2 separate regions of the Anas platyrhynchos genome follow, and region 1 is linked to region 2. Evidence: chromatin contacts called from public Hi-C data. All regions are on one chromosome and are shown on one strand. Each heading gives the region's core, a stretch centred on a gene start, on an enhancer-like site or on the middle of the called end of the contact. The rest is flanking DNA. Distances are from core to core; before and after follow the strand shown.

Region 1 (2,975 bases), core at 293-2,792, 120 kb after region 2:
GCAGCGCCCGTGCTCCCGGCCCGCTGGTCCTCAGGGGACGGAGGCGCAGCGGGGAGCAGAGCAGGATGCTCGCTAATTACCTCCGTGCTGCAAAACCTGCCCCCTCCCCTCGCCACCCCGGTAAGCCGCTGCAGCTTCAGCGCAGGGTGGGGAATTGCTGCTTTTCCACCAGATTAGCATTTAAAGAGCACGCACCGCTCCATCCACCCCTACCCACAGCTGCCCAGGGGCAAGGTGACCCGTGGGGACACAGAGCTGCCATCCCCACGCCCTCCAGCGCTGCCCCGTGGTGCTGGACCGGTGGAGAACTGAGGCAGGAGCTGCTCAGGGGGGGTTGCACACCAACTCCATACGGGAGAGCAGGGTGCAGCCTTGGTTTTGCTTTTTGGACACGGTTTGTGCTGTGTGTCACGCTACCCCCAGGCTGGGGACTCCCAGGCTCCCTGGGGTGGGGAGTGGATGCGTGGGTGCTGCACGGGCACAGCCCCATGGCCACCCCCTGCCTTGCCCCCAGCTCCCTCCCAGTGGGGCACAGACCCCCACGGGGTGCCACCAGCCCCGTCCTCCCGACAGACCCACCGGTGACTCGAGGTGACCGGTGGCCCCGCGTCCCACCCACTGTGCTCTCAACTCCACGGCCCAGCTGGGGCAGAGCAAAGAGCTTTTTTTGCAGAGGATTTTTGGCTTCTTTGCATGAGAACTGGCGATGTCCCCGCTGCTCTGAATCCACCGCTGGGTGCTGGAAGGGAGGAGGAGCGAGATAATAACAGCTCCTGCCGCCGAGTCCGGAAGCGGGTCCACACGCAGCCGTCAGATTGGGGGATTTGCATAGCACAGATGGCAGCCCAGGAATTTCAAAGCAGCCCCCGTGCCGCAGCAGCTGAGCGGCTCGGCGGCCCCGTGCAGCTGCCGGAGGCGACGGCGCTGCCCTGGTGTCTGGGGCCGGGCGGCAGGAGGAGGACGTGGCTGGCACGGCACGGCACGAGGGCCACGAGGGGCAGGCCGGGAGCACAACAGCAGCGAGGGGCAGGCACCAGCCCCAAAGCCAAGGGGTCTGCTGAGACCTCGCCACCCGTTTGTGCCACCGGGACGTGGGGGCTGCACCCAGGGGGGGTGAGGGCAGGCGGCGATGCCACGGGCCAGGGGTGCCCGCATGGCGGCGGAGGCGCCCGCCGGGCAGGAGCTGTGTGGAAGGGCACCCGCAAGGGCTGGAGGGCACGACACGTGAGAGACGGCGGGAGCTAAATTTACACCGCCTTGAAGCACGCCGCCTCCAAGGAGACAGGAGCGCAGGCTATAAATACCTGCGGGGAAACAACGGGGGACGGAGGCGGTGAATTATTCACGGGCGCAAGATGGCAGGGCACGGCGCAAGCCAGGCCCCGGGGGGGAGAGCGGGCGCTGCGGGGCAGGAGTGGGGCACGGCCTGGCCCCGTGGGGAGGATGCTGGCCCCAAAGCATGGGCAGGGCTGGGTTTGTCCCCACCAGCCCCACGGGGCCGGCAGCTGCTCAGCGGAGGCGTGAGGGCCGCGGCAGGCCATGGCTGCGGGGCCTTGGGGCCTCCTGCCAGCAGCGGGCCCGGCAGATGGGCGGCGTGGGGCCGCGGGACAGCCGGCACCGCTGGCTGCCCTGGGGAGCGGGGGGGGGCAGGGACCCCCATACTGGTGCTGGCTCTGTGGGGGGAGTGTGGCAATGTGCCTGTGTCCCCTGTCCCCAGGGACACCCCACAGCACCCCCCAGCTGTCCCTGAGGGTTTCCTGCTTTTTCCCCCAGGAGGGGATGCATTCCTCCCAGCATGTCCAGCCTGCTGCATGTCAAGGAGACCCCCCGGGGGTCATTCGGGGCGCTGGAGCATCGAAGAGCGCGTCCACCCATGCGTTAAAAAGAAAAAGAGGGAAAATGGAACAACAAAAAAGGGAAAAGAAAAAGGAAAGGAAAAGGAAAGGAAAGGAAAGGAAAGGAAAGGAAAGGAAAGGAAAGGAAAGGAAAGGAAAGGAAAGGAAAGGAAAGGAAAGGAAAGGAAAGGAAAGGAAAGGAAAGGAAAGGAAAGGAAAGGAAAGGAAAAAATATTAAAAAAAAAAAAAAAAGAAGAAAGAAAAGCAATGAAATAAAATGAAATTAAGTGAAACTAAGTGAAATGAATCAAAACAACGCCAAACAACCCAAAACAAAGCAGGTTTGCTCCCACCGAAAGCTTTCCCCGAGCCCCCTCTCCTCGCAGAGCCCCGCTCAGTCACGGGGGGGCCGCGGGCAGCGCCGCTTCCCTGGGCCTTTGCTGCCCCCCCCTGGCCGCCGAGATGCGGCGGCGGCGGGGCCGGGGGGGGGGCGCTGGCCGCGGGCAGCCCGGGCTCTGCGACCCCGCTGCAAGTGCCCGGGGGGGCCGGTGCAATCCAGGAACCCCCCTCCAGTGCCCCTGGGAGAGGGCCGGGCCCAGGCCCCCCCCCCGGAGGCGAAGGCTCTTGGAGGAGGAGAGCTATCAGGGCTTGCTTGGAGGAGGAGGAAAGCTGGAGCAATAAGGAGAAATAGGGAGAAATAAGGAGAAATAAGGGGAAATGAGGGGAAATGAGGGGAAATAAGGGGAAATAGGGAGTAGCCTGGAGGGTTCTGTGCCCAGCAGTGGGCTGCTGAAGGGCAGCACTGCGTGGCCGCCTCACAGCAGGAAGGGGGCTAAGCAGGCGAGGCCCAAATCCTGCGTTTGTCAGGGCCAAACCCCTCAGCTCTGCTCCAGGGCACCCAGCAGGCCCCAGGTCCCCTCTCCGGGTGCTGGCGGCAGGACAGGACCCAGGTCCCAGCCTCTCACAACCACCAGGGCAGGTGCTGGTGAGGGTAGGGGTCTCTGGTATGCCGAGACGAGCCGCAGTGATGTTCCTTACAGCAGCCAGCACCTCACGGCTGGGTTGAGTTACCCAACCGGGGTGAGATTTGACTTGAGCATTTAATGTGGAAGATCCAGCGGAGTGTCCGTGCTTACCTTT
Region 2 (3,126 bases), core at 34-2,533:
GCTTGGTTCTTAAAATCTTTTGTGCGCAGACAGGATGAAAAAATCACTCCACTACAGCTCTCTAGAAGTCCAGAGGGATACACAAGCCACTTTCGGGGTCACTTTTAGGGTTACAGGCACTTTCTGTCACACCCAGCATCCTTGGACTGCTCTGTCCACCCTCCTCTGGAGAGAAAGCCCAGGTGGGCTCAGCAGGGGCTTTGCTCCCAGCCTGGGGCAATGCAGCAGGGCTGCAGGGCCAGGCTCTGCTCTGGTCAGCTCACCTCGTGCTGGGGCCCCCGGGGCCAGGCGTGTCCCCCCCCGGGGTGCAGGCACGTCCCCCCTCACTGCCGCCCAGGCAGCGCCCAGCGGCCCGGGGCCACCTCTCCCACCTCTCGCCTATGTTGTTTGAACCATCAGCTGCAGCAATCAAATCACCTCCCCTCCCCAGCCCCACGTTAAAAGAGCTGGACCTAAAATTAATTTAGCCCTGCTCTTTGTTGTGGACAATACAGAGGGGATATTGTGTGTGGGGAGAGAAAGGCTTTTTGTTTGGGTGAGGAGACAGCGGCGGTCTGTTCTTGCGGACATCTGAAAACAAGGCTGGGAAGAGCGGCCCTTTAAGTTCGGCTGAAGCAAAAACACACAGCCCCATCTCACAATTAAACACAGTATCAAACCGAGAAAGGATCAATTGAGCCTAAAACAGAAAGCTCCCCATGTGACAGATTCCAGAAAGTACGTGATACACCATGCCCAGGGCTAGTACATGCCTGCTGTGTTTCCCAGTACATGATTAATTTGACTCAGGGCAGGAGGCTGCAGGCAAGGGATCTGCAGCACACACTGAAAAGTTTTAACACTTTGAAGACTGGAAGCGCGGCTGAGCGTGAGACAAAGGCAGGGCAGCGCGGATGCAGGCGGCTGCGGGGAGGCACGAGCTGGCTGCTGGTGCTGGCAGGGCGATGCGCTCAGCCTGGTTTTCTTTTAATCGCCAGCAAAGGGCATGTTTCCGACTCGGGACCAGCACCCAACTCACATCGCACCCATCCCATGCTGGGGTTCCCTATGGTCCTCTTGCAGGGAGGATGCTGAGGGCCAGGGGCTCCGGGTCTGGGGACCAGTCCCTGCTGGGGACCCTTCCCTTGGGCGGGTGGCAGGGACCGCTGGGGGCGGCTGCTTCCCTTGCCCGGGCTTTCAGGTGACCTTGGAGATGCTCGCAGTACAAACAATTAATACCTCGGTCCCTTAATTGCTGGAGAGTGCAGCCGAAGCCCAGGGGCACTTTCCCCGGGAGGCAAGGGGTGGCGCTGCGACACCGGCAGAGCCGCGCGGCCCGGCGGGGCGCAGCCGGGGGACACCGGGGGGGGGGACATCCCCACGGCCACCCCCAGCCGGCACCTCCCGGCCGCGGGGACACAGCCCTGCGGGGGCAGGACGCGGTCCCGGCCGTGCAGTGCACAGAGGACACCGCCGGGACACCCCTGTCACCAACACGCGACCGTGGGGGACACGTGGAGGTCCGTGCCATCAGCCCTGCAGAGCTCGCCCAAAGCGTGGTCGCTGTCCCCACAGAGCCACCCCGGATCCCCGAGGCCACCGTGGGGCTGGGGGGTTTTGGGGGGACAGCATGAAGCCGAGGGGCTGGTGTCACCGCAGCTCAGGCAGTGCAAATGACCCAGGGAGCAAAAGTAGCTCGTGCTGCCGGGGTGTCCTCAAGGAAGACCAGGTTGGAGATCCAGTGGCTTTATCAGTTGTTCCCAGCCTTTCTCCAGCCCTGGGCATGGCACCGGCTTTGTGCTGGGCCCCCGGGAGCCCCAGGCAGAGCTGCTCCCCGGTGCTACACCTGCAGGCTGATGCAGCGGAGCTGCAGCCTGCGCTGTGTACGTCAGCCATGAGCTTTAATTTGGGGCAGGAGGAGCAGAGTCCTGCCTTCCCCATGGGAATGTACTGCATCCCAGGGCTGCTCTGCTCCCTGCCAGGCTGAGACCCAAATCCGCACTTCTTTTCCCAAAATAGCTTTGTTGGCAGGGCAGCTCAAGCTGCCTCAGGAAGGAACCAGACCCACAAGTCATTGGGAATGAGCCCCACAGACATTTGGCTCCATCCTCCTGTGACTCTCTGGGGTCGGGATGCACTAAAGCAGGCATCCCCATGTGGGATGACGAGCAGGACAGAGCTGGCAAGCAGCGGGGTCAGCCCGTCCTTGGGCTCTGTTCCCCCTCATAAAATGCAGACGTTCCTGCCTGCCTCACAGAGGGGCTCCGTTCATTATCCGCTGCAAAGTGCTGCGAGATCCTTGGATCAAAGGTGCCGTCACAGCGTCGAGCCTGATTATTATTGATTATCCGTTTCAAGCCAGGTCCCAAACGAAGCCAGTGAGCCCTGAACGCGGAGGAGCCGAGGGAGGGCCCGGCAATCGACTGGCGATTTTTACTGCGGATGACCCGAGCCAGGGAGCAATTTCTGTTCATCCATCAAGGAAGATCCAGGCGTGAGCAAACAGTCAGGTCATGGGCATTCATTTTATTATTAAATCCTAAAGGGGCCGCGGCTCGTGCAGCTGGATGTAAGTGATCTTCGTGTTAAAAAGACGAGCTTTGAATTTAATTTTGCAGCCAGGCTGATAGACCTGGGGATGACTCAGCCAGAAGAACCAGCCAGGGTTTCTATTCCGGGTGGATGGGACATGGGCAGGGAGAGTCAGGGACCAGCTGCCAGCACAGCACAGCCCCCTGCTCCCTTCCTAAGCACCCCTTGTCCCCGTGTCTCCCCCTGTCCTGATCCCTGCCCCACACACACCGCCTCGCACACTGCACCGCGCACACTGCATTGTGCACGCTGAGCCATGCACAGTGCACCACATGCCCTGCACCACATGTAGGGCCCCATGCACCCTTGCAGCATGCACGCTGTGCAGTGCATCGATGCACCACGAGCACAGCACCCCGCACAGCTGCACCCAATGTCCCTTCGCTGCCTGCAGAGGGGACTGGCTCTCTGCCCCAGTCAGTGGGACAGCTGTTGGCCCGGTGCTGGCAGCAGGATGGATGCTGTGCTGCTTGGCTGAGAAGGAATGTCACCAGAGGCGAGCTGCATTGCCTCTCCCCTCATCCCCAAGACGCTGCTTGCAAGGGGTAGGCGCCG

Evidence for each region. Hi-C and Micro-C count contacts between places; a contact is called where the count stands out from the background.
Region 1: a contact with region 2 is called in a Hi-C map of skeletal muscle, with 2.9 times the contacts expected there. The contact joins two enhancer-like sites. A contact is called at or near these places in 3 of 8 Hi-C or Micro-C datasets (liver, skeletal muscle and subcutaneous adipose tissue).

The regions. Positions count from the first base shown.
Region 1 is chr14:12,210,624-12,213,598 of IASCAAS_PekinDuck_T2T, forward strand. The region is part of intron 2 of NDUFA2 (NADH:ubiquinone oxidoreductase subunit A2); the gene reads right to left. Among named protein-coding and RNA genes, the nearest start is that of CXXC5, 26 kb to the left of the region's middle. Within about 2 kb of position 1,543, at least 3 of the 8 cell types and tissues checked have an H3K27ac peak or open chromatin away from gene starts, as enhancers often do.
Region 2 is chr14:12,090,013-12,093,138 of IASCAAS_PekinDuck_T2T, forward strand. No RefSeq gene overlaps it. Among named protein-coding and RNA genes, the nearest start is that of PSD2, 72 kb to the left of the region's middle. Within about 2 kb of position 1,284, at least 2 of the 8 cell types and tissues checked have an H3K27ac peak or open chromatin away from gene starts, as enhancers often do.